Linked DNA regions of Sus scrofa: all the other regions are linked to region 2. A link is a contact called in public HiChIP or PLAC-seq data. All regions are on one chromosome and are shown on one strand. Each heading gives the region's core, a stretch centred on a gene start, on an enhancer-like site or on the middle of the called end of the contact. The rest is flanking DNA. Distances are from core to core; before and after follow the strand shown. Region 1 overlaps RUBCNL (protein RUBCNL-like). Region 2 overlaps LRCH1 (leucine-rich repeat and calponin homology domain-containing protein 1). Region 3 has its middle 43 kb from the start of RUBCNL. Region 4 overlaps RUBCNL (protein RUBCNL-like).

Region 1 (6,738 bases), core at 523-3,022, 240 kb before region 2:
ATGCTAAGCTGACCCCTTAAAGGCTCTGTCTGGATCCCCTGAGCCAGGGAAGATGTCCATTTACGGACCCAGAAAGGCAGCTGCTCACCCGCACTCTGTCCAGCTCCTTGGCTTTCGTGTAGAGGCTGCGGCTGACGTGCAGCAGGTTGAAGACGGGCTGGTGCCATATGCTGTCCAGCAGCCGTTTGGAGAAGTTGCTGACGGAGTACTTCCTGAAGTCCCACAGCTGGAGGATGCGGGCCGGGATGCAGGACTCGGCATGGCTGTGGCAGCAGTCGCAGAAATACTTGCCCAGGTATTCGCAGTAGCGCAGCCGCCTCACGAACTCTGGGGGCGGATGGACGGGAGGATGAGCACCACGCACCTGCCGCCGGAAACCCACCCTCGTCTGGTCCCACCGCCAATTCCCACTCAAGGTCAAGGCTACGCTTGCAGAGTCTGTGCTGCCCAAGTCATGCTGGGGACGCTCTGGCAGACCCTGGGGGCCTGAGGTCGTGGCTTTTCTCGAGCTTAGCTTTTGTGGAGCAGGTGGTGGAAGAGAGACCCTTCCCCAAATGCTCCTGGATTTGGAAGATGGGCATCGTGAACTGACGTGTGGCCAAAAGAACATGAGATTCAAGGTCTGGAGATTGTGAGCATCCAGACTTGGCCTCCTAGTGGCCGGAACTCCTACAAGCCTGACTAGCTTCAGGTTTTCGGTCCTGATGCCACAAGAACCAACTCAGAACTGGATTCCGTGATATCATACATACGAAATGCGTTTTGTACGTGCTAACGCACTCTACCTGTGCTGCTAGGAAGTAGCGCCCAAAAGAGTTCCTGGATAAAGAGTGAGGAAAACAATACCACAAAAAGCACAAAGGATGGAAATGCATGGAAAGAGGAAACACAAATAACCAGTAAAGAAAGGAAAAATACTCAGGCTCAGGGAGTTCCCGTCGTGGCGCAGCGGAAAGGAATCTGACTAGGATCCGTGAAGACACAGGTTCGACCCCTGGCCTCGCTCAGTGGGTTAAGGATCCAGCATTGCTGTGACCTATGGTGTAGGTCGAAGACTTGGATCCTGTCTGGCGTGGCTTTGGCTGTGGTGTAGGCCGGTGGCTACAGCTCCAATTCGACCCCTAGCCTGGGAATCTCCATAAGCCATGGGTGCGGCCCTAAAGAGACAAAAAAAAAAATTCACTGAATACATGTTACACATTATACTATCAATGCAGAATGAATTATATCCATCTCTTCTGGCTTCCTCAGTCCTTTCGTTAAAACAGACAATGACACTGGACAAAGGACACGGATTGATGTCTCCACGGCTGCTGGTGCTTCTGCCCTCTGCGCTGCGCTACCTCTGCAGCAGGTTTTCTGCTCTTGCTCTTACTTTCCAGCCACACAGGACTTTTGTGCAATAGCCTTTGGTTCCTTTGCACGTGGCGGCCTCCCCCACCCCCACGCCTCTGGGGACAATCACTTACGAAGCCTTTCGCCCCGCCCCCAGCCCGCATCAGGTTCCCTGGTGGGAAATCGCACTGCGCTTCTGACTTTCTCTCCCCTTTCGGGCATCCACTCGAGGACCACTTCCTGCCGGCAGCTCCACGCGGGAAGGCCCGTGCTGCTGTCCACAGTGGGCCCTACGTCTGCCTCCTCCTCTGAACAAACTCCGGGAAGGACTTGCAGAGTTGCTGGAATCCCGGTCATGCGCTCAGAGTGTCTGACTCACACATTCAGTGTTCACTGGGGTACCAAGATCCTGTGGTTAACCACGAGGCATGGTCCCTCCGAGACGAGCTGCGAAGATGAGTCACTCCAAGAAAATGCCTTCTAACTGTGATGCACGGCAGGTGTCCTCACGCAGTGCGGGAGAGGGATGTTCGGAGGGGTTTCCGCATTCTCTTTTTATTTCTTGAGGTGGAGCTGCTCAAAGCCTTCTTCCTTCCAAGGCTGCCTATCAAAGGCCAAGGGAACCCTTCCTGGCAGAGCCCTTGTGGCTAATCTTCGGCAGGTCAGACCCACGGACGTCCTCGCAGCAGAATAAGGGAGTCCAGGCTCAAGTGGCAAATGGCCTTTCTGACTGGGTGAAACCTGATTTTCTAGGCCCTCGGGCCACTCCCTGGAACTCGCTCAGAGGAGCCTGGCTCGCTCCTGGCGAAGTCATCTCATCCTTTAACAACTTTTAATTCATTAATTAATTAACTGTAGGGCCACACCCACAGCATGTGGAGGTTCCCCAGGCTAGGAGTCAAATTGGAGCTGGAGCTGCCGGTCTACACCACAGCCACAATAATGCTGGATCTGAGCCCTGTCTGGAACCTACCCCACAGCTCACGGCAACGCCAGACCCTTCACCCACTGGGCAAGGCCAGGGATTGAACCTGCGTCCCCATGGATACTAGTCAGATTCGTTTCTCCTGAGCAACAATGGGAACTCCTATTTATTGATCTTTAATTTTTTTTTTTTTTTATTTAGGGCAGAACCTGTGGCATATGGAAGTTTCCAGGCTAGAGGTGGAATCAGAGCTATAGCTGCCCGCCTACACCACAGCTACAGCAACTCGGGATCCAAGCCATATCTGGGAGCTTCACTGCAGCCTGAGGCAACACTGGATCCTTAACCCACTGAGCAAGGCCAGAGATCGAACCTGCATCCTCACAGGGACAACATCAGGTTCTTAACACATTGAGCCATGATGGGAGCTCCTAACAACTATCTTTTGAGTCCCAACTGTGCACCAGACACACTTGTAAGATCAGGCAATAAAGCAATGGATGAAAGAGACCACATACCTGTCCTCAGGGAACTTAGAATCGAGGGAGGGAGACAGACAATAATAAGAAAAAAAGAAAATCAGTGGAGTTCCCGTCGTGGCGCAGTGGAAACGAATCTGACTAGGAACCAAGAGGTTGCAGGTTCAATCCCTGGCCTTGCTCAGTGGGTTAAGGATCCGGCGTTGCCGTGAGCTGTGGTGTAGGTCGAAGATGCAGCTTGGATCTGGCACTGCTGTGGCTGTGGCATTGGCTGGCTGCTGTAGCTCCAATTTGACCCCTGGCCTGGGAACCTCCATATGCCACAGGTGCAGCCCTAAAAAGACCAAAAAGAAAAGAAAAGAAAACGAAAAAAATCAGTAAAATAGGAAAGGGTATTTTAGGAAAATAAAGGCTAGAATAAAAAAATGAAGAAAGGAGGGAATATAAGGTGTGTACGTGTGTGTTTGTGGCCAGGAGGGGGGCCAGACGGACAGTTTCAACAGCGCGGCCAGGGCAGACCTCAGGGTTTTGAGTGAAGATGGAAAGGGAGGAAGGGAACCAGCAGGGGGGATGTCCGGGGTGCGGGGGGGGGGGGGGGGGGCATGAGAGGGACAGAAAACCACAAATGCAAATCCCGGAGACAGGGGTGGGCCTGCCACCTTCAAGGACCCACAAGGGAGGCCATGTAGCAACGTGCCTGATGGAGAGAGAACCAGGAGATGCATCTGAGAGGCAACGGGCCAGGCACATAGCCTCGGAGGTCACGGTGGCCTCTCTACGAAGGAGAGCCCAGTGTCCTGAAGCTCCTATAACAACAACTTCTCATCAAAAACCCCTCTTACAAAAATAGCGTACTGCCCTGCCCGACTCTGTTTTTCGGTCATCGCGTAACAAGCAGAGACCCCATTATCCATACTTACTGGGTTCGATGGGAGTTCCACAGCCAGCACAGAAAAAATTTTGGGCTGCTACCACGAGATCCCTCCTGAGAACAAAAAATGAGAAGAGTTTAACATTTTAGAAAAAGCCATGGAGCACGTTTGAATGACTGGAAAATAAACTGACATCGTGAGACTTTTCTTGCCAGGGTGGCTTGGTTTTATCATTTTTCATTTGGGAAAGAAATACAATTATTTAATAGTTTTCCAGTTGAAATCTCTGGGACTTTTTTTTTTTTTTTTTTTTTTTGGCTGCACCCACAGCATGCGGAAGTTCCTGGGCCAGGGATCAAACTCGTGCCACAGCAGTGACAATGCTGGATTCTTAACCCACTGAGCCACCAAGGAGATCCGAAATTTTGGGTCTGTTTAAAAGCCCCTGCTACCACCAAAGCAGAAGTCAGGTGCACAGGTACCTATTCCACTAACGGGTCTTTAGAGACTTTGTGTGTGTGTGTGTGTGTGCTTTTTAGGGTCACACCTGCGGCATATGGAGTTTTCCAGGCTAGGGGTCAAATCAGAGCTGTAGCTGCTGGTCTATGCCACAGCCACAGCAACGCAGGATCCAAGTTGCATCTGTGACCAACACCACAGATCCCGGCAGCACCGGATCCTTAACCCACTGAGCAAGGCCAGGGATCGAACCCAAGTCCTCATGGATATCAGTTGGGTTCGTTACTGCTGCACCACGTCGGGACCTCCTTCAGAGACTTCTTACTCGACATCCACAGGCTTCTCTCTCTAGAGAGAACTATAGGCACATAATAATACATGGGAGAAAGTTCAGGGGGACAAGACACCAAGAGCTAATATACTTGGGGAGTTTACAAATGGATCCGCAGAAATTTAGAGGAATAAGAGATAACAGAAGGCAATGCTCACGAACGTTTTTGGTGAGATTGCCTATTGAACTGTTAGTGTCACAATACCACATGGGATTTGGAAATATGGAGAAAGTTATAAAATCTTTTTACAGTTTAGGATCATCAAAAAGAGCCAAGGTAAACACAGGCGGAACCTTTGGGTGTGCCTTAGGACCCGGGAAAATCCCCGAGGCAAGACTTCCCAGCCAAGGAAAGGAATGCCTCAGAAGGCCTGTAGAGGGCGCGCTTCGGCCCACGCAGCCCCGAGACCTTCCTGCAGGTCTCGCCAAAGAAAAAAAATACAGCGTCTGCAAGGTCACCTCCACCGGGCACAGGCCATGACCCTCACCAGTCCCTTCATAACTCTGCAGTGTGCACGCTGTAGTAAATACCAACCAGAAGGAATGGAAAAACTGAACTTGGTCAAAATGTCCCTTTGTCGATGTCATAGACTCTCAGAAAAAATACATTAATTTACTACTTTAAATTATTATATGTATACTTATATATAATATATAAAACATTTGTTCCCTTTTCTTAGTTGGTTTTTTTATAGGATTTTGTTACTTCTTAGAGAACAAAGATTTTTATTTGCATCCTATTACATTTCTTAAGTACAGACGTTCTCAGAATTTAATTTTCCTTTAAAAAATTTATTCACTGGAGTTTCCACCTTGGTGCAGTGGGTTAAAGGAGCCATGCTGCCACAGCTGCACGTAGGCTGCAGATGCTGCTTGAATTCAGTCCCCAGCCTGGGAGTTCCCATATGCTGTGGGTGTGGCCGTACAAATAAAGAAATTTTATTCGCTGATTTTTTACTTCACATGGCACTGGAAAATAGAGGGCTCTAGTCTTAAAATGATTGTATGCACTTTTTAAGGTTCAATGGTAGTCACTTATTAGGAGCCAATTTAATTTTCAATTGTTATGCAATGTTCATAATGCAGGACACAGAGTTAAATTCTCCGACTGTCAAAACGAAACTTACAGAGCCTAAAAGCCCATGATGAACGTGGTGCCAAGACAGCTAACTCAGGAAAAATACGCCCAACTTTCCTTTTCCTGAAACAGATTTTCCTTTGTCCCTCGGTGTATTATTTTTTGCCTCCACCCATTTCCGCAGAGTCAGGTAGGAGCCATCACAACTTGATTTGTTTTTTTCTTTTTGGCTTTTTACGGCCACGGCTGGGCATATGGAAGCTTCCAAGCTAGGGGGTGAATCGGAGCTGCAGGTGCGGAAGCAGTGTGGGATCCCAGATGCATCTGCAGAACTGCACCTGAAGCTTGTGGCAATGCCAGATCCTTAATCCACTCACTGAGCGAGGCCAGGGATCAACCTCGAGTCCTCATGGCTACTAGTCAGGCTCGTTAACCATTGAGCCATTATAGGAACTCCACTAGTTGGGTTCTTAACCCACTGAGCCACAACAGGAACTCCCATCACAACTTGTTTTAACTGGGTTGGGGGTCCAGGCAGCAACTCAGACTTACTTGAGTGGTGGATGAACATTAAATATGATTTGAAACCTGGGGGGCGCCCAGTCTCCAGTCCCTCTGATCCTTGACTTCAGTTTAATTTCCTGCACCACCTCCAGACTGGATTCAAAGTCTTCCCGGACTCGCTCTTCATTTACAACCTGCATAAAGAACGCAGAAGAGGATTCAGGAGCCACTGAAACAAGCATCTTTCAGGAACGGAAACAAAAAGAACATTCAAATGTGTTTCCAACATTAAAATTCACCTTGCAAAATGAAAACAGCTTCCAACTGGACTCAAGGACCTGGCAAGAGCCGCCCCTGTATCTAAACCCGTCTGCAGGAGAAGTGCTTAAAACCTCACCCCGCTGAGATCACTTTGCTTCGTATTTTTAGGGAGTTCTTTTGCTTTCAGACTTCAAATTACTGTAAGTAGGTCAGTATGACCTGGAATGCTTTCCTGCACAGCAGAAGCTTTGCCCCGCTTAGTCAAGAGGCTGACAGATGGAGCTGATCAGAATCCCCTGTGGTCAGACTTCCCCAGAAACTACCCTCCGCAGACTGCAGAGGCTCCCCCTCTGAACCCTTCGACTTCCTCCTTAGCATTTAACATCCCAACTTCTCAAATTAGCATCTATGCCCCAGTTTGGCCGCTTTTGAGCCTTATTTACCAGGAAGATTAAGATTAACCCTCCCCTTGGAGTTCCTGTTGTGGCGCAGTG
Region 2 (6,630 bases), core at 3,156-5,655:
AGAGAAGATGAGAAAGGAAAAGTCATTCATATGATGGTACATTCCTGCCCTGGTCCTCCAGGACAGAAAGAGTTACTGGGTTGGTTTGAGCCTGAAATTTTATAGCCCAGCCTGGTTCTCCCCGGCAGCCTCAGAATGGTCATCTTTAATTTGTGTATGTTTTTAACAAATGGAACATGAAACTGTATTTTAAGACTGGATGAAAATGGGGAGTTCTCATCATGGCTCGGTGGAAGTGAGTCTGACCAGTATCCATGAGGATGCAGGTTCAATCCCTGGCCTTGCTCAGGGGGTTAAGGATCCGGCATTGCTGTGAGCTGTGGTGTAGACCAGCAGCTGTAGCTCCGATTAGACCTCTAGTCTGGGAGCCTCCAAATGCCGCAGGTGTGGCCCTAAAAAGACCCTCCCTGCAAAAAAAGACTGTTTGTATCATCACGTGATAAAAACAGTTTGTGGGTGGAGGATGGTGCAGGATTTTTTTTTGTTTGTGATGTACCCACAGCATATGGGAGTTCCTGGGCCAGGGATTGAATCCTAGCCCCAGCTGCAGCCTGTGCCACAACTGTGGCAACACCAGATCCTTAACCCACTTTGCTGGGCCAGGGTTCAAATCTGTGCCACAGAGACAATGCCAGATCCTTAACCTGCTGCACCACAGCAGGAACTCCATCCTCACATACTTTAAGGGAAATAACTTTCTGATAAGCCAGTAATATTTAATGTGCAATACTGAAATTAAGCCTGAAAGCATAGATTTTAATAAGGAAGGCCATAGTCAAAATCCATTAAAATAAGACTCTGAAAGAAACCATACAGAAGTGACTTGGTTTGTGAATTCCAGGGTGGTGATACTTGAGAAGTTGAGCCTGCAAACTCAGGCTATCAAAAGTGTTCAGATTATGTCGAGCTGCCTTGTTTCAACCTGAAAGGAGAAAATCAGGCCAGTAAATCTGTGGGGGAGTCATTCAGCTGAGAAAGGAGGAAGGCAGATCGTGAGCAATTAAACCCGCTGCCTTCCTGCCCCTCCTCGTTCCTGCCCGCACCATCCTCCACCCAGACTGGGCAGGGAGGGTGACAGGGGACTCTGCCCTGTGATGGCAGGAAGGCTCAGGCCACCATGACCGAATCTGTAATTTCTACTTCTGAATAAGTGCTCCCTTTCCCTCACTAATTTACTCTTTTGTAATGAGTGAGTTTAAAAAAGTCTTTTTTTTTTTTTTTTTTTTTTTAAATATTGCTTTCAGATGTGACTCCCGGGCTGGATTTGAAAATAAATGCTGCCCATTACCTTATCAGATTCTCCGTGGTGGTATTTTTAAACATCCTTTCCTCCTCTGTTCATAACACAGAGGGCTGAGGAGACAAGTGCGGGCCAGGGGCTGGTGGAGTGTGGCCTGAGGCACTTATTTGCTGGAGAGAAATTGCTGCCAGATGAGTGGTTTCAAAAGGCTCAGGCAGCTGATGTGGTCTGGAGCGGGGAGCGGATTAAAGGACGTGCAGTTTCTCCTCTTCTTGATAAATATTTTCTGGAGAGCTAATGGGTTTCTGTGTGCATGTGTATTTCCTTTTTCTATTGGGGAAATTACCAGTAATACAGGAACATCCTGCCGTAAAATAGGCGAAGTGCAGGCTGAGGGACGAGATGGATGAGATCGAAGAAGTGTGCCCCAGGGCTGTGGTGTGCCCATCACAACCCGTCCTGGCATCTTGATTTGCCTACAGGCGATAAACTACAGTCTGAATAGAGGAATGTACACGGCCTAAATAAGTGGGCTCTTCCGTCTGCTGCTTTTAGCGTCAAAAGCATTCAACCCCTTCAAGGAAACCACAGATGCTTTCACAAGCCTCTTTTTTATTTTATTTATTTTATTTTATTTTATTTTAATCTTTTTAGGGCCATACCTGGGGCATATAGAGGTTCCCAGGCTAGGGGTCTAATCAGAGCTGCAGCTACCAGCCTACACCACAGCCACAGCAATGCCAGATCTGAGCCATGTCTGTGACCTACACCGCAGCCCATGGCAATGCTGGATCCTTAACCCACTGAGCGAGGCCAGGGATCGAACCTGCCACCTCATGGTTCCTAGTCGGATTGTTTCCACTGTGCCACAACGGGACCGCCCTTGTTATATTTTAAATTAGTTACCCACCCAGGAAGAATTCCAGGGGGAAGAATCCCATGTAATTTCAAATGCTCATGTGTCTAAAGGAGCAGAGCCTCCACTGCATTGCTTAGGTGGTTATGCAGATGCTCTCCCAGGGCAGCGCATCCCAGTCAGATGAGTGCAGAGCTCCTCGGACTAGATGCCTGCATGCAGGCAGGGAGACTGGCAATATTTTATTGGTATTTATTAGGGCCACACCTGTGGCACATGGTCCCAGGCTAGGGGTTGAATCGGAGTTGCAGCTGCCAGCCTACACCACGGCCACAGCCAACGAAGGATCCGAGCCACATCTGCAACCTATACCACAGGTCACGGCAATGCTGGATCCTTAAGCCGCTGAGTGAGGTCAGGGATTGAACCCAGGTCCTCATGGTTGCTAGTCGGGTTCATTACCACTGAGCCACGACAGGAACTCTGAGACGGGGAGGCCTTTAAATCCGAGTTCCTAAGCAGAGAAACACAGGAAAGATCTCCAACTGTAATCGTTGATTCTGTGGAAAATAGGAGTGTAGGAATTTCTAAAAATACTTATCTTTGTTCCCGTTATTCTCTCTTCAAAATAGAAGTTTACGAGCTCTCCTGTTAAGCAGGTTAAGGATCCACTGTTGTCACTGCAGTGGCTTGGGTGGCTGCTGTGGCTTGGGTTCAATCCCTGACCTGGAAACTTGCACATGCCACAGTGCAACCAAAAAAATATATATATATATATATTAAATATGGCTTATTTTTAGTATTTTAATTTATCAATCCTCACTTTATGAAATTGCATGTTAATAAATATTTTAAACCACAAATTACATTCTGAGTTATTTACTTGCCACTTTGTAATAAACCAAGTTCTCCTGTCTGGAGGGAGCATCTCAGGAGCCTTTTTTGGAGCTTGAAGAAAGCTCTCCCATCCAGGCACCAGGAAGGCCCCCTCACCCAGCCAGAGGAGCCCCTGCAGGTGACAGAGGGCAGCAGGAGGGGTGTGAAGGCACAGAAGGACAGGCTGATAGCCCTGGCTCTCCCTTCTGCTGCCCCCAGAGATCAGGAGACAGCACCAGGGGTGACCCTGCCGCCCTTATTAACCTGCCAGCCTCACCAGGGGGAAGCTAAGAGCCAGCTGGTCTTTCCAGGGCCAGGACACATCCCCCACCCCTGGGCTCACAACCTCTTTCCCCTTCTGCTGGACCCCCTTAGAGAAAGCTCTTTGCCTTTGTCCCTTTCTGAAAACAGCTTGCTTTGCAGATTTGGGCAGTTGAGAGAAGATACAGCTATCCATTTTCTTGCTAAAACCTGGCTACCTGGGCATCGGGTGTCAGACACCTGGTCAGGTGGTCACAGTGAGGGAATCCAAATTGGAAAGGTTATTTTGACAGCACAACACCTGCTTATTCTTTTTCTTTTTTTCTTTTTAGGGCCACGCCCACAGCATATGGAAGTTCCCAGGCTAGGCGTGGAATCGGAGCTGCAGATGCCAGCCTACGCCACAGCCACAGTAATGCCAGGTCCAAGCCACATCTGCAACTTCCACCACAGCTCACGGCAACACCAGATCCTTAACCCACTGAGTGAGACCAGGGATCAAACCTGCATCCTCGAAAGTACTAGTCAGGTTCCTTACTCGCTGAGCCACAGTGGGAACTCCCAACACCTGCTTTTTCTGAACCCATCAGTCAGACACACCCTTTGGCTAACCACACAGCCATTCCCTCTTATGGTAGCATGGGGAGTAAAACATTTAATTGAAATATGACGTACATACAGAAAAGTGCACAGATCATAAGTGTACATACATCTCAATGAATTTTCACAAATAGAAGCATTCATGTACCTGGTATCCAAATCTGGTTTATCTTTTTATAATGATATGTCTTCCCTAAGTATAAAAGCACTTTGTAGGAATTTTGGAAAACAGAGCAAAGTGTCATGAAAATAAAATCCACTCTTTGTACCCACTCCCCCCTCCCCCCAAAATGACCAGCGATAACGTTTGGGTGTGTTTCCAGCCTATCTGTCTGTCCCTTCACGCACAAAAATAATGCATGCTCATCAGTACACACATAGCCCCGCAGTGTGCAAATGCACACAGAGGAAGTTCCAAAGAATTGCAATAACATGGCACAGATTTGTAGATATTTCACTGCCTGGTTGTTAACTTCCTCAGCAGAATGGCCGAGAAGGAAAGGGAAGCTGAAGACCATCTGTCTCCTTACTTGATCGCAGGAAAAGGGCTCCTTGTGAAGGAGGAGGGGAAATAAGTGGCTGACATACCCTTAGGGGTGATTCATAGATTTCACTTCTCCAGTATTTTCCTCGTCCCTTAGACAACTGGGATTGACGGTAGAAGGTTTAAAAACCTCCGAGCAGAGACCTCTTAATGCAGAACAGGTGAGCTGTGGGCGCACGCTTTTCAGCTTCTCTGTGAAACTGAACCCCTCTTGGCTCCAGCTCCACTTTTACCATAAGGCCAACTCTCCCTTTTTCTTTTTTAATTAGCCCTCTCGCAGATACCCAAGCAGCGTTTAACCACAGAGCTCTTGCTTTAACAAAAGGAAGCTGAATCAAAACGTTGGAAGTGGGCCCAGTGGTTTTGTGAGTTGTGGCCAAACCATCTCCCCATCACTCCAAAGATGGATGCGGTGATGCTTTCCGCTCTGGTCCTCGCCGCATCTCCTGCTTATACCATCAGGCAGGGAGCGGTTGGCACCAGCTGCCCATCACTGCTGGTGGTGCAGCCTATGTTGCCCATCTGCTTGGAGGCTGCCCAAGGACTCAGCTTCTGCAGAGGGGGTCCCTTGTGCTGGGGAAAGTGGTTTCCCTCAGAGCTGTCTATGCCTCTCCTTTTTTTAAAAAAAAAAAAAAAAGTTTGTTTTTTTGGGCTTTGAGTTCTTACACATCTAGGAAGTTCCTTGGACTTGGTATATTTGCAAAACCTTTTCCTCCATCACTCCTTTCTCCCTGCTTGGTAAACAGCATGTTCTCACAAACAGGATGAAGTGGCCTGCCTGTTTACCAGAGTTCTTGTTGTATTTCTTTGCAGTCGGAATCAGCTGTCCGCCCTGCCGGCCTGCCTGTGTGGTCTGCCTCTCAAAGTCTTAATCGCAAGTAACAACAAACTTGGATCGCTGCCCGAAGAGATAGGTCAGCTCAAACAGTTAATGGAGTTGGTATGTTACCGATTTTTAAGATGCCCTTTTCTGTGTGTTTACTGATCGCAGCTTATCGAGGGAGTCAGAAGGACTTTTTGCTCCGGTGGGACGAGGAGGAGGTGGTGGCGCTGGTGGCGGTTTGTGTATGATAAAGACGTTCAGTGGGAAAAGGAATAATCATGGCTTTGCTGTGACAGAGTTCCTGAAATTTACAGGTTTCCTGTAGTTTACACTTCCTGAAATGTGCAGGATTTACAGTTCCTGGAGCTTACAGATTATCCTATCATAGTTAGATCCCCTTTTTCCAGATTGCATAAGTGAGCTGGTAATACATGATAAAAAAAAAAATACACTGGCCAAAAAAAAAAAAATCTGCAAATAAGTTAGAAGGCCACAGTTTCGTTTCTTTTCTTTTTGTGTGTGTGTGTGTCTTTTTGCCTTTTCTAGGGCTGCTCCCTCGGCATACGGAGGTTCCCAGGCTAGGGGTCTCCTCGGAGCTGTAGCTGCCGGCCTACACCAGAGCCACAGCAACTCGGGATCTGAGCCGTGTCTGCAACCTACACCACAGCTCACGGCAACGCCGGATCCTTAACCCACTGAGCGAGGCCAGGGATTGAACCCGAAACCTCGTGGTTCCTAGTCGGATTCTTTAACCACTGAGCCACGCCGGGAACTCCACAGTTTCTGAATGTGTATAATTACATTGGAAAGAACAGAGCCTCTGATTCTGTAAGGACATTAGTAACTATTGTTCCAAATTGAAACTTTAAAACGTGGCCATGTCCCTGGGGATAAGAAAGAAGAACAAGTTATAGGTAGGCAGGGATGGCGTCTGAGTGCGTCCCTGAGGCCGAGATGTCAGCTCTCTGATTGAATTACTGACCTCGCTTTTTCAAATGGGCAAGACTGAGTTTTTGTAGACTTCCACTGAGCTCAGATATTTTGGGTGCATGCAGAGGTACGAATGAGCAACTGGGTGACACCACGGTAGTCATAATTTATTGTCCAGCACCCATCCTTCTGCCCTGCCCTTGTGTCCAGCACAAAGCTGAATGTCACAATTACAACCATGAAAAGGACACATTACCTTCCTTTGCGTAGCCTCCAGTCTAGAGCACTGAGGGTCAATGACTTTTCTCTTGTGAGCCGGTTCCAGTTAATTTCTTTGAGGCCACCTGGGGCATGAGGGTGATGGCTTGTGAGGCCCAGACAGAGAATGCTGGGACCCTTTAGTCATGTCTGCACCTGGAATTGGCTTGGAAAGTGACACCACCCATGTTCTATTTGTATCTCTTTTTTTTCTCCCTTTTTTTTCTTTTTAGGGCCGCACC
Region 3 (7,676 bases), core at 3,608-6,107, 170 kb before region 2:
AATTGAAAAGGAATTGATGCTGTGTAGCAGCTTTGCATTCTTAGAAAGATGAGCTTCGTTGACTAAGGAAGACACTTAAAATCCTGATCAAGAACATTCCTTCTGGTCACTAATATCTGGTATTGACAACTAGTTATGAGAATACTTGAGATAATTACGCACAGCTTCATTCTGTCATTTACATGTAAACATTCCAAGAATCCTAAACACTGAAAACTCTGTCAGCAGTAGCCAGGCCCTAATCACACGCCTGGAGACGGGCGATGCCGTGGTGCCTCCCATCCTTGTAGGACTGAGGAGGAGATGGGCTTTCGGATGCAGACTTAGACACGGGGTACAAGATGGGATTCAATTAATACAACCAGACTGTTGAGGGAATGGGTACTAGGATCAAAACACAAGCTCAGTTCTCAGAACCGGAGAAGTGGCCTGAAGTCAGACCGGCAATGAAGGCGAGTGGCTAACTTTGGTCAAGGACATAGGTCAAGGGCCTTTTAAATCCTTAAGTGTAAAGGCAGGGTAGATCCTTCAGGCTGGGGAAACGGTGAGTCCATAAAGGGGGGCCTAACTGCTCGATTAGCAAAGAGGGATCACGAGCTTAGGCGCTCAAGCAGGCCTCCACATGGGGTCTGCTCTCATCCATTGTGGGGAGATAATTTGAGCTCTAGGATCTGAGTTCTGTTAGGATGAATTGATACTAAAAAATAAATCTTTGCAAACATATGCTGAACTAGTCTTTCTTTGGGGGACAGGTCTCAAAAGTGAATCAATGTGTCATTGAAGTCAGTCTTAATTCCTCCAACGAGCAGAAAGCCAAAACGTCCTTCAGAGCAGCAGTCCCCAAACTTTAAAAAATTGCTTACAACCTTCAACAAAAAGCCTTTGAGCACCTTCATGTCCATGAATTTCACATGCATAAATAATGTATGTACAGTGTACCTAAAATATTATGTATGTTAAAAAACAAAAACAAAGGCAAAATAGAAACTTAAGATGACATGAATACATGGAAATTCTAACATGCTGCTGTCGCACCCCAGTAGATTATCTTGGGGCCCCTTTTGGGTGGGCACCTTCCATTTCAGAGATCTCACCCTCAGAATATTAATGGTGAGATGCATGGATGCATGGCGTGACTGAGCTTTCAAATGACCCATGCCAGGCCCGGAACCGTGCTGCTTCTTCCTCCCATTCGTTAAGCTGACAGTGAGGGCCTTACAGAGCTCTGCCTTGGTATTCTGAAGCCTTCTGATTAATGGCAGACAGCGCCGGCCTCAGACGGCAGTGCTGTTCTGACCTGATCATCAGAGCAAAGCAAGCGTGCATTGATTCATTTTCTGCATGCAGAATATTAGGCTCCAGCTGCTGAGGTCAAAGGCCGAAGGAAACGTCACCAGATGCCAAATCCAGGAAATCTCCTGGCACCTGGGGCTCAAGTTCAGAGCCAGAATCTATCTATTTCCTGGAGATCTGGGCCTCTGGGATCAGAGGACAAGCACAGTTAGACACAAATATGCTGCTAAAGCAACCTAGAGCCGCTCCCGGGACTGCGGTATCATGACTATTACCACAACCCAGCTCCTTAAACTTGTGAGCCTGAGCCTTGAACCCCAACAGGGTCCATACTGAACCCCAAAACTTACTGAGGAGGTCACAAAATCATTTTGTTACCCATTTCTCCATAGGTTTTTTGGGGTTTCTTTTTTGTTTTTTTTGGTTTTTTTGCTTTTTAGGGCTGCACCTGTGGCATATGGAGGTTCTCAGGCTAGGGGTCAAATCTGCAGCTGCAGCTTCTGGCCTACACCACAGCCACAGCAACTCGGGATCCGAGCTGCGTCTGCAGCCTACACCACAGCTCATGGCAACACCAGATCCTTAACCTACTAATAGAGGCCAGGGATTGAACCTGAGTCCTCACGGATACTAGTCAGGTTCATTAACTGCTGAGCCATTCCTCCATAGATTTTTTTTTTTTTTTTAAATAACAGCTTGGAGATCCTGTCGTGGTGCAGTGGTTAACAAATCCGACTAGGAACCATGAGGTTGCCGGTTCGATCCCTGGCCTTGCTCAGTGGGTTAAGGATCCGGCGTTGCCATGAGCTGTGGCGTAGGTCGCAGACGCGACTCAGATCCTGCGTTGCTGTGGCTCTGGTGTAGGCCGGTGGCTACAGCTCTGATTAGACCCCTAACCTGGGAACCTCCATATGCCATGTGAACGGCTCAAGAAAAGGCAAAAAGACAAAAAATAAAATAAAATAAAATAAAGTAAATAAAAAATAACAGCTTTATTGAACTATAATTCACATTCCATAAAATTCATTCATGTAAACCAATTAAATAGCTTTTGATACATTCAGAGATATCTGCAACCATCACCACAGTCAATTTTAGTACATTTTCATTGTTCCAAAAATAAACTAATTGGGGAGCTCCCATCATGGCTCAGAAGTTAACAGTTCCAACTGGTATCCATGAGGATGTGGGTCTGATCCCTGGCCTCGCTCAGTGGGTCAAGGATCCGGCATTGCCGTGAGCTGTGGTGTGGGTTGCAGACGAGGCTCGGATCCCGAGGTGCTGTGGCTCTGGCATAGACCGACGGCTACAGCTCTGACTAGACCCCTAGCCTGGGAACCTCCATATGCCACGGGTGCAGCCCTAAAAAGACAAAAAAGAAAAAAGAAAGAAGAAACTGATTGGCAATCACTCCCCAGTTTTCTCCAACAAACCCTCCCCCCTTCCCTCCAGCCGGGGGCAACCACGAGTCCACTTCCTGTCTCTGAAGATTTGCCTATTTTACATTTTCTATAAGTGGAACCATATAATGTGAGATCTTCTGTGACTGGCTTCATTTCCTGAGCGTAACGCTTTCAAAGGGCACCCATGCTATAGCTGAGCCACGGTGGGAACTCCAAATTTTGATGATGTCCACCTTATCTATTTTTTCTTTTCTTGCTTGTGCTTTTGGTGTCATGTTTAAGAAACTACTGCCTAATTCAAGACCATGAATACTTACATTCAAGTTTTCTTCTAAGAGTTTTATAATTTTAATGCTTACATAGAAGTCTCTGATCAATACGAGTTACTTTTTCTACATGGTGGGAGGAAGGCGTGCGATTTCTCTCTTTTGTTTGTAGATAATCAGTTATCACAGAACCACGTGTTGAAAAGACTATTCTTTCCCCCACTGAAATGTCTTGGCACCACTGTTGAAGATCAACTGACATAAATTTGAGTTTATTTCAGAAATTAACAATCAATAAATTATGCTCTACCTATGTGATGGAATTTTATGAAACCATTAAAAAGCATTAGGTATTTTTGTATCACTATAAATGTAATAAAATTCATTGAGTAACTAAAAAAATTTTTTTAAATAAAAATTAAAAAGAAATTTTTGTACCAACTGACATGGAAAGACAACAATATACTTTCTGAGTAAAATCAAAATAAAACCACAAAATCCTGACCCAGATTATAAAACCACATGTGGCCTCCCTCTATGGATATTCTTCCATATGCTTTTATGAATTTTATGAATGGGCAGGGTGTATGTACGGGGGGAGGATTTACTCTGTAATTTACCTTTATCATTTTAATGTCCGTGATGAAATAAATATATGAAAATTAAAGTTAAAAAAGCAATTGCCAGTCTCGCCTCCAGAGGGCAGGAAAGCAAAACAGCACCATGAAGCCCAACGGCATCTCTCTCAAGTTCTGCCACACGGAATCAGCCAAAGGATCCCCACTCTTCGTGTCTCTTGTCCAAGTTTCAAACCCTCGGGTGGGAGAATGTGACTGGGGTTCCTGAGTCTTCCCTTAAAGCGGCCCCTGACGGCTGGGAACACAGGTGCACAGACACTTTACCAGGACCCCTCTTTCTGCTGGGAACTATACTAAGACAAGACACCCAACTCCTGGCATTGCAGTATGTCTTAACTCTTCTCTCTGTTTCCAGTCTTTCTTAACTGGAAAGGTACAAAAACCTGAGCCCTACAGAAAGTGATTGGAACAACTGTTTTCTCAGTTCTCTCAAGTTTAAAGCTAGTTCCATTCTAGACGCATAAGAGAGAAGTTGATCTACTAAAAATACATCAGATGGAGTTCCTGTCGTGTGTTCAGTGTAAATGAATCTGACTAGTAACCATGAGGACGCAGGTTTGATCCCTGGCCTCGCTCTGTGGCTTAAGGATCTGGCGCTGCCAAGAGTGTGGTGTAGGTCGCAGATGCAGCTCAGATCCCAAGCTGCTGTGGCTGTGGCGTAGGCCAGTGGCTACAGCTCCAATTCCACCCCTAGCCTGGGAACCTCCATATGCCACGGGTGCGGCCCTAAAAAGAGACCAAAAAATGAGAAAATAAAAATCCATTAGCTGCCTTAAAGCATTAAGGATTAACATTATACAGGAATCCCAGCTGAGAAGGGCTGGCAGCCTTCCAGGAAGTGAGCCGTCTGAGCACGTGCTCTCGGCTGGTGGGTGTTCAGGGCGCTCACCTTCCACCCACATCCCCACCCCGACTCGCACGGGTACAGCCCCATGTGAGCCTGTGGGCTTGCCTCACATACACAAGCAACAAGGGAGACCTGGAACTAGCCAGGACCAGGCCTTCCCATCCTGAGAGCAAGCAACATTTTATCAGTTTTATAATCCGACTCTGGTGATTGTTTCTGTAGGACAATAATACAGGATACAATAATAGAGGATCTGGAGCTTTTCCTGAAAATAAAAGAAAGGCATATTTCCCTGAGTAAACCCTTCCCCCAGCAGCTCATCAGCACCAGCAGGATAACATCTGAACTTCCTGACCCGGCCCACTGGAGTCACAATCTGGCCCCAGCCCTCCCTCTCCTCCCCTCTCGTACGCTCCCTATCCTACAGACACGTCACCTCAAACCCACGCCCATCTCACTCTTCCCCCTCTGTCCGTGCTGCCTGCCCTTCTCCTCCTCATTCCTCAAGACTCTGCTTTAACGTCACCCTACCATGAAGCTTCCCCATGCATCCCTTCTCCTTCCCGTGAAATTGGAACCTCTCTATTCCACGCCTCCTCGGCCCCTCTTACCTCATTCTGCTACCTCACTCCCACGTTGTCTTCCTCACCATCTATCTATCTGTCTCCTGCTAAGAACATGTATGTCCCAAGGGCAAGAACCTTCCCACACCCTGCATCATCCTGCTCATCACAGATGTCAGGGAATGTTATTGAGTGAACGTGTGTAAAGAAATCCCACTGATGTCTGCTGTGAGACAGAGGCCAACCAGTTATCTGTAGCAATCAAATACATATATATTTGTTTTGTTTTGTTTTGTTTTGTAGGGCATATGGAGGTTCCCAGGCTAGGAGTCGGATCGGAACTACAGCTGCCGGCCATAGCCACAGCCACGCAGGATCCAAGCCTCATCTGTGAGCTACACCACAGCTCACGGCAACGCCAGATCCCTAACCCACTGAGTGAGGCCAGGGGTCGAACCCACAACCTCACAGTTCCTAGTCAGATTCGTTTCTGCTGTGCCACGATGGGAACTCCCAGCAATCAAATATAAAGGGTAATGTTTATGCCTAATTTGAAAAATCCAAAGGATTTCCCTGAAAGTCTTCCCAAGAAACTATCACCACATTTCAACTATTCCAATAAATCAGAAGAAATGACTTCCACCTGAGCTACTAGAGTAACTTAGGGTGAAAGTTGACCAATTGAGAAGAACTGTTCACTGGAGTTCCCATAGTGGCGCAGTGGTTAACAAATCCAACTAGGAACCATGAGGTTGCAGGTTCCATCCCCGGCCTCGCTCAGTGGGTTAAGGATCTGGTGTTGCTGTGAGCTGTGATGTAGGTCACAGACGTGGCTCGGATCCCGCGTGGCTGTGACGTAGGCCAGCAAGTACAGCTTCGATTAGACCCCTAGCCTGGGAACCCCCATATGCCATGCGAGCAGCCCTAGAAAAGGCAAAGACAAAAAAAAAATATATATATATATATATATATATATGTAAAACTGTTCAGGTTAGCCTTTTTATTCCTGAAGTTCACTTATAAAATGTCAGCCTTACTTCATGCTGCACGAAATCTTTGAAGGAAAGCAAAAAGGCTGATGATCAAGTTGTTTTTTTTTTCTTTTCTTTGTCAAGAAGAAGAGGAAAATGAATATTGCTATCATTTGAGAGGAAAGTGGCAAAACCACAAGCCATTTGCCTGGCTTGTGACACTTTATTTCTCAGCACGAAATGTCACATGGATCCTATATCCTGTTTAGCGCAAGGAACTGTTATTCATCCCGCACAGGGCAGCATTTGGAATTCATTTATCTGAGTCCCGTAGCCCCGTGCTCATAATACCTACGGTGGGAGGCTCTGGTTTCACCCTCCAGAGCAACAAGGAGACCTCTCAGATGGTATGCAGATCACATGCATCAGATTTTGTGCAAGAGTCAAGATTTGGTTCCGAGGGGACAAATAAGAATAAAGAACAAAATAAAACAGGACAACAAAACAAAGCTAAAAGAAAGAGGGGAATTAATGACAACAACAACGGAGAGCAACCCGTTAATCCAGGAGAAAAGTACATAACATCGTTTTCATTATTAGGATTCTCTTGGTTTTTACCCTCACTCGAGTCAGCCAATAGGGTTCCCATTTAATTCCCAAGGGGCCCTTCTGGTGTCTAGGAAAAATGCCAACCAGGATGGTTCAGAAAAATCTATTTACTCCCCAAAGAAACACGGGAGACCACTTCTCTTCTTGCTCTGATGTTTATCCTCCTCTTATTTCCTATAGGGACTGACGTGAAAATCCAAAAACCAAAGGCTTACCTGTGACATCCAGGAACGGCGACCGATGGGAAGTGGGCCAGCCACAGCCTACTCATCCTGGCCAGGGCCGAGGAGCCTCCAGCGGGGGTGTGGAGGCAGGACACACTCTAGCAAAAGGAGAAGAAAGGTGAGGACCCAGCCCCGTTCCCAGGAGGACAACCAGTGCAGAGCGGACCTGATGCCACTCAAGCTTACACGTTGTCAGGAGGGCAGTGACCTTTATTTTATCCCCAAATGTAGAGGAACAAGCCACGTACTCCCCCACTGCAGTTCCAGATCAATCATATGTTTCCTGGTTGGTTCTTTTTTATTATTATTCATTTCCTAAACTTCAGACTCATATATCTAAATGCCCACACAGTGTCTAGCTCAGCCTCAGCAGTGCTGAAACGCATCCTCTTCTTCCCTAAATCAGCACTTCCTCTATCTCCTCTGTCTCACTTAGTGTGAAGGCACCACTTCAACCCAGCCATACAGGCTACAAACTGAGAAAGCATCTCATTTCCACCCTCTTCCTCAACCCCACTCCCTACCCCGGCCTCACGTCACCAGTTACTAAATTCTGGCTAATTTACCAACCACTTCTCAGTTCCTCCCGCCAGCCTTCTCTTTTTTCTGTATGACACTTAAAGAATGTTTGGGTTTTGAGTTCCAGCTATGGGCAATGGGTTAAGGATCTGACTGCAGCGGCTTGGGTCACAGTAGAGGTGCGGGTTAGATCCCCGCCTGGCAGCAGCGGGTTAAAGGATCCAGAATTGCCACATATGCAGTCTAGGCCACAGCTGTGACTCAGATTCAATCCCTGGCCCAGGAGGTGTGGCCATAAAATTAAAAAAAAAAAAAAATAGGCTGGTTTTGACTGAATGAAAAA
Region 4 (6,628 bases), core at 257-2,756, 230 kb before region 2:
TCGCAGACGCGGCTTGGATCTGGCATTGCTGTGACTGTGGTGTAGGCTGGCGGCTGTAGCTCCAATTACACCCCTAGCCTGGGAACCTCCATATGCCTGGGATGCGGCCCTTAAGAAAAAAAAAAAAAAAAAAAAGCGAAAGAAAGAAAAGGAAAAAAAAAAAACCTATCAGCAAACACAAGGGATATGACACTGGGATAAGAAACAGGTTTCAAAGCATAAAAATAATTATTTTTATATAAGGATAAAGTCGTATAAGGACATTGCTGATAAAACAGGTAAAAATGTAAAACATCCGTGCAGTATTTCAGTAAAATCAAGTATCAAACCCCAAATGGGAATACCATCTGGAAGCAGAGACACATTTCCATAGCTTCTTATTTTTATTTAGTTTGTGTTTGTATTTCAACAAAGTAGAGAAGTGGCGTGTGAAACTGAGAACAACGAATAGCTGGAAAACCTTTGTCTTGGTAGAACTTTAGCGGAGCTTCTAATCCTTAGAATAGCAATTTCCATTTATGATTAGCTTGTAATGGCTAATCACATATTGAATAGCTTGTGACGGCTCAGGAACACCCTGCGGACCTAGACTCTGTAAAATAGCCCTCGCTCGTTTCGGCTCCGCTTTTCGCTTTAATCAATTAGGTAATGATTAACATGTTGAGAGCAGCACAAATGAGACGCACTCTCGCCCCTGCAATCCCAGGCCAGCACATGCGTCTTTCTCCCACCATCCTTCACATTGTGAAGTTCAAAGCCACCTTCAACAGCAGAAGCAAGGTCAGCAAGGGGAAGGCCTGGGGGTGAAGGCATCGGCTTCGGTGCTGAGCCTGGAGGGAGGGTGGAGCCCACAGCAACCCTGCCGTCAGCCGGAGACTGTGGGCTCCCGAAAGTACCAGGGCTTTAAATACCATCACGTATGTAGGTGGCTCCCATGTGCATCTCTAGTCATTTTATTTTATTTTATTGCTTTTTAGGGCTGCACTTGCAGCATTTGAAAGTTCCCAGGCTAGAGGTCAAATTAGAGCTGCAGCTGCCAGCCTGCACCACAGCCACAGCAACTCAGGATCCGAGCCTTGGCTGTGACCTACACCACAGCTCACGGCAATGCCAGATCCTTAACCCACTGAGCGAGGCCAGGATGGAACCTGTGTCCTCATGGATACTAGCTGGGTTCTTAACTTGCTGAGCTACAATGGGAACTCCCCAGAGACATCTTTTATAAACCTCAATCAGATGCTACTCCCCTAATCAAAGACCGCCCCTCTTGAAAGCATCTCATCAAATCTGGAACCAAATCCAAAATCCTTTCCTGGTCTATCCAAAGTCCTTATCTGGTCCTTCAGGCGGGATCCTGTCCTGCAGGCCCTTCTCACCTGTTCACCCTCCAGCAGGCCCTGGAGTCAGTCCCACAAGCTCTTGGCCCCGTTCTAGTCCGTCTGCCTGGAACGTTCTTCTCCCAAATGATCACACATCTGGCTCCTTCCCGTCTTATGAATGAATGGGTTATGAATGACTTCCTCTAAGATGTCTTTCCTAACAGCCTCTCACAAACCAGTTCCCTTAGTCCTCATCACATCGCCTTGCTTAATTTTCATCACCGTCATTCTCACTTCCTGATGTGTTTCTTTTTTTTTTTTTTTTTAGCTCCTTAACTGTCAGCCCCGTCCACTCTCTCCCCCTACCCTTACAACTAGAAACTCCAGGAGTGCAGGAGCCTCATCTCAGAGTGGCAGGTGGCGGCTCAATAAACATTACGGACCGAAAGAACAAAGCAGACAAAGTGGAGACAAAGTTCCGGGCCAAGGGAGAGACTGCTGTGCTAGACAGAACCGCAGTTGCATCTAGTACCAGCGACAGGTTCATCCAGGGCTGGAAGTCAAGACATGAGACTTTTTTTTCACCCAGTGTTTAAAGATAGCCCTAAGGTAATGTGATTATTGAACTAAAAATCCTTGGGTTTTCTTGATTTGAGAATCTTGCATTCTAGGTCATAGCTTCTGGAGTGATGCAGATGTGTATATGCATGTGTGTGTATATATATATTTTTAATTTTATTTTCCTCAGTATGTATACCTTCCTGAAAACACAGCACAAGCTCCAAGTCACCAGTCACAAACTATCACAGGATTTGGTGACCACTGCCGGCACTCACTACTCCTTCTCCTGACCTTGTGCCCCAATTTCTCTTTGTCACACATCTTTCCCTGCCCAGTAATTTTAGTGTTATAATTACCAAAAAACCCATTCCATGATGACTATGCTTTTATAAAATTCCCCAAACACAGAAGCCTAGAGTAAAAAGCAAAGCACTCTCATTGCACCAAGTCCCAGCAATCCTTCTTTCCCAGAAATAACACTGTCAACCATTTTACTCCTTCCAGACTTTTCTTTTTTGGCAAGAAGTAGATTTATTAAGATAGGACGCTTGTGAGAGGTACAGCGGGCAGGCACAGAAGCTTTTCAATCAATGAACAGACCTTTTTCAATGAATGAACAGACATATGTCAGTTCAGGAGGTGTGTCTTGTTTTCTTTTTTATACACAAACAAGATTATACTGGACATATTCTAAAGTACCTGCTTTTTCTCCCTACAATATGTCTTGAGGGTGTATGTCCTTTTTCTTAAATCTCTTACCACTTTCTATGGTATAAATATACCATAATTTCTCAGCCAGACTCTTATGGATGAAAATTTATTTTCAGTTTTTTCACCAGTATAAGACATACTGCAGGGAACATCTTCGTTCTTATTACTTTGGGTTGATCTTTTATCAGATTTTTTCTTTTAATAGTTCCAAGTTTAGGTCTGAGTCCACTGCCCATGAAAACCTCACTATTTCCAAAAGAAGGAAGATATGCATATTACTCTCAATTTTCTACACATCATATCTGTATTTGTGAGGGGGAAATGATTACAGATGTGAAATCACATGAAAAATACACAACCTCAAACAAATGGTAAGCGACAGTGATTCCTGTTTTTTCTTAAACAGATTCAAGTTAATAATGCAAAGAGAGGCGTTCCTGTTGTGGTGCAGGGGAAACGAATCTGACTAGGAACCATGAGGTTGTGGGTTCGATCCTTGGACTCGCTCAGGGGGTTAAGGATCTGGTGTTGCTGTGAGCTGTGGTGTAGGCTGCAGACACAGCTTGGATCTTGTGTTGTGGCTGTGGTGTAGGCCAGCAGCTGTAGCTCTGATTCGACCCCTAACCTAGGGACCTCCATATGCCGTGGGAGCGGCCTTAAAATGCAAACATAAAATAAAAAAGATAATAATAACAATGCAAAGAGAATGGCACTGTTTATGAGCCTCACAGACACGGAACTGACTTATTTGCACTGAGCAAAAACAGACTTCCTTTATAAAAAGAGGCGGATGCTTGTTTCACTTCCTTCTAGAAAGTAGCTTCACGCAAACAGCCAGGAGGTGCTGGCTTTGCCAGGATATCAAAATGAGAACATTTTCGAGCTGGAACAGGCCCACAGAAATTCAAAGCCGTATCTAAGGTCATAGCAGGGTGGTGGCAGAAAGGACAATAAGCCAGGGTGGATGCTCATTAAGGAGCATGAGTTTCTCTGAGAGGCAGAGGGACCCAAAGGAGAAAGCAATGCTTGGAAAGAAAGGCCAGACCCTCGCGATGGGAAACCATCTCTGTTTCTTGATCTTTGGGACAACACATAATTCATGAGACACCAAGGTACAGGTGCTGGTTGGTGTTGCTTGTTGCCACATTGCTTGTCGCTGCTAGTTATTCAACTAAACCCGTATTTACTGAGTGTCTACTAACATAACTGGCATTGTTTTTGTTTTGACAGCCCTGGGGCAACAGCGGTGACTAAAAGAAGCTTCCTGCCCTCCAGCAGCTCACATTCTGGTGGAGACGAGACAGTGACTGAACACATGCATTCAGGCACGGAAGGGCCGTTGGGAACAGGAATCTAAGCAAAGCCTGGCATCTTCTCAAAGTCCCTGCCACTGTCATAAATGAGCTCCTTGGAATCAGAGATGCTTCGGTGCAAAGACAAACATCAATTTCCAAACCCATTTTAAAGGAAGAGAAACCCAGCTGCAGAGCGTACTGGCATTTTCCATTGAGATTTTCCTAGGGAGGGTGAGCAGAGGCCAAATTACGAGTTAACACATGGGCAGCAGCAAAGGCCCGAGACAAAGGACAGCCTCCAGGACTCCCCCGCCAAGTCACTCTGGAAGGTCCCCGCTCTCGTTCTCCGGGGACCTGCTGAGAATGACTGCAGCACTAGGGCCACTGCAACCTTTGCAAGAGGGGTGGGCGACTCGGCTGGGCATGAGCCACCAGGACCTCTGTAGTGACCTTGCGAAAAAGCCTTGCGGACCGGATGCCAGCAGCACTTTGATGGCTGATAAACAGCTTTAGCTGCTCATCCCGCTGGCAACCTTAGAGATGCTCTATGAATGGGCACAGCATGTTAGGATTTCAGATTTTTTTCTGCCTCGGCACTAACTAGTACTTCAATATAGAACTGGGAGCATCAAAGACTCATCCTAAATGTTACCTTCTCAGTGAGGTCTCCCCGGTCACCCAATAAGTAATAGCAACTGCCCCTCCCCAGGGGTCCTTTTCCTCCTTTGCAGCTGTTCCATTTTTTCTCCCAACTCCTCAGCGCTCATCCTCATTTTATTTAACCTCAGGGACTAACACCCACTAGAATATAAAATCTTTGAGGGAAATTTTTCTTATTTATTTATTATTATTTTTGAATGGCTGAACCTGTGGCATAAGTAAGCTCCCGGGTCAGGGTGAGCTAGAGCTGCGACCTACGCTGCAGCTGTGGCAAAGCCAGATCCTTTAACCCACTACACCTGGCAGAGGATCGAACCTGGGCTTCTGCAGTGACCAGAGCCACCGCGTTTGGATTCTTAACCCACCGTGCCACCGTGGGAACTCCTGGGCCATTTTTCAAAAATTGTATTTTCATCACGGCTCTATCTCCAGAACCTAGAACAGAGGCACAGAATAGGTGCTCAATAAATATATTCTTTGAGCTTATGAATGAAAGAAGGAACAAATTCACCAACAGTACCTACGCAGGCTTAGGCTGGTTATTTCTGTTGCCCGAGGGAAGCCAAGAACAGATATCACGCTGTAGAACAATCTGGAGATCACGACCTAAAACGCCTGCCAACCATTTCCCCAGAATAAAGGATATTAGAGAAGAGAAGTTACCAACAAGAGTTGAGGGAGGAAGGAAGGTCAAATTCATTTCTTTCAATTTTATGGTATCTTACTGAGCATGCTCAGTATGAGACCAAAGCATGCAGAAGGCAAAACGATCTTTACCAGAACATTCCAGCTCTTTGATTAATACACCTTCCCAGGGGTTCCCATGGTGGTGCGGTGGAAACAGATCTGACTAGTAACCACGAGGTTGCAGGTTCAATCCCTGGCCTCACTCAGTGGGTTAAGGATCTGGCATTGCCGTGAACTGTGGTGTAGGTCGCAGACATGGCTCGGATCCTGTGTTGCTGTGGCTGCGGTGTAGGCGGGCAGCTACAGCTCCAATTCGACCCCCAACCTGGGAACATTCATATGCCGTAGGTGCGGCCCTAAAAAAAAAAAAGAAAAAAAAATATATATATATACAGCTACCCAGGCCCTGTTCCCATTTTTCTGTATCTACTTCCGTTCGTGCTTTGACTTTAAACAAAGGCTCACACTTCCCAAATATGTCTACGAACTCGCGCTCTCACGGATCACACAGAAACCATTAAGATATCCAATGATGTGGCTCCACGGCTTCCATGACAGTGACCAGATCAGAGGAGACAGCTGCACTTCACTACAGCACAGGCTGAATGCCGTGTTCTCACGCTACAGCACCAGAAAGGGAACGGTTCCATATTGGGATGGTGGCTGGTGACATCACACGAATCCTCTCCAGCCAGCCACACGTTTGGCCATGAACCTATCTTTTGAAGGTCAGCTGTCAGAAGAACCCAGAGAAAGGACATAAAGCAGGGTGGGGTGGGAAGGGGAAGACCCAAGCAGAGCTAAGATCAAGGAACCCCAGAAATTGCCTAAGAGAACAGCAGGGTTGCCCAAGATGCATAAATGACCAACTTCCTGTGGGCACCAATTATGTCACACTTACCACTCTCATTCTGCACAATGATAACATATATTTCAAGGGTCATGAGGCCAGTTTGGGAACTGAAATGAGGGGGCCGTTAAGGGACTTGCCCAAAGTCTCACCATGAGTAATCAGCAGAAGCAGAATAAAAAGTCCAGCACCTGATCCAAAGCTCTTTCCACTAGTATTTATATGTTCCCCTTGGGCTGAATTGAGCAGGATATTTTCAATTTCATTAGCAAGGTCATTTTAAGAATTTCCTATCAGATTTGGCACAAAGCATGGGATTGAGAATCATACAGGCCTTTAGAACAACTGTCCCCAGAATTTTATGATTATGACTTACTAGTTGTAAAAAACAAAAACAAAAACAAAAAAACACCTCTGCATTTACATCTCCAACACAGGACTATTTACTTATAAGCTTTACATGTGTACAGATATTCTAATACATTGTATAATCATAAAACATCATTGAAAACAGAATTCTGTGGGAATTCCCCTTGTGGCTTAGC

The links. HiChIP or PLAC-seq counts read pairs in DNA pulled down with a chosen protein or histone mark.
Region 1: an H3K27ac HiChIP or PLAC-seq map of alveolar macrophages shows a contact between it and region 2. The contact joins two enhancer-like sites. A contact is called at or near these places in 2 of 47 Hi-C or Micro-C datasets (both in liver) and 1 of 2 datasets of contacts at active chromatin or transcription factors (alveolar macrophages).
Region 3: a contact with region 2 is called in an H3K27ac HiChIP or PLAC-seq map of alveolar macrophages. The contact joins two enhancer-like sites. A contact is called at or near these places in 1 of 47 Hi-C or Micro-C datasets (retroperitoneal adipose tissue) and 1 of 2 datasets of contacts at active chromatin or transcription factors (alveolar macrophages).
Region 4: an H3K27ac HiChIP or PLAC-seq map of alveolar macrophages shows a contact between it and region 2. The contact joins two enhancer-like sites. A contact is called at or near these places in 2 of 47 Hi-C or Micro-C datasets (both in liver) and 1 of 2 datasets of contacts at active chromatin or transcription factors (alveolar macrophages).

What each region holds. Positions count from the first base shown.
Region 1 is chr11:21,021,830-21,028,567 of Sscrofa11.1, reverse strand. RUBCNL (protein RUBCNL-like) reads right to left here. Exons shown (of 14, transcript XM_021065589.1): 8 at 6,032-6,177; 9 at 3,660-3,724; 10 at 89-327. Among named protein-coding and RNA genes, the nearest start is that of RUBCNL, 30 kb to the right of the region's middle. Within about 2 kb of position 1,772, at least 14 of the 83 cell types and tissues checked have an H3K27ac peak or open chromatin away from gene starts, as enhancers often do. A contact at or near this core is called in alveolar macrophages, where this site is marked.
Region 2 is chr11:20,780,471-20,787,100 of Sscrofa11.1, reverse strand. LRCH1 (leucine-rich repeat and calponin homology domain-containing protein 1) reads left to right here. Exons shown (of 20, transcript XM_013980521.2): 3 at 5,191-5,317. Among named protein-coding and RNA genes, the nearest start is that of LRCH1, 120 kb to the left of the region's middle. Within about 2 kb of position 4,405, at least 17 of the 83 cell types and tissues checked have an H3K27ac peak or open chromatin away from gene starts, as enhancers often do. A contact at or near this core is called in alveolar macrophages, liver and retroperitoneal adipose tissue, where this site is marked.
Region 3 is chr11:20,948,417-20,956,092 of Sscrofa11.1, reverse strand. No RefSeq gene overlaps it. Among named protein-coding and RNA genes, the nearest start is that of RUBCNL, 43 kb to the left of the region's middle. Within about 2 kb of position 4,857, at least 13 of the 83 cell types and tissues checked have an H3K27ac peak or open chromatin away from gene starts, as enhancers often do. A contact at or near this core is called in alveolar macrophages and retroperitoneal adipose tissue, where this site is marked.
Region 4 is chr11:21,003,734-21,010,361 of Sscrofa11.1, reverse strand. The region is part of intron 1 of RUBCNL (protein RUBCNL-like); the gene reads right to left. Among named protein-coding and RNA genes, the nearest start is that of RUBCNL, 12 kb to the right of the region's middle. Within about 2 kb of position 1,506, at least 8 of the 83 cell types and tissues checked have an H3K27ac peak or open chromatin away from gene starts, as enhancers often do. A contact at or near this core is called in alveolar macrophages and liver, where this site is marked.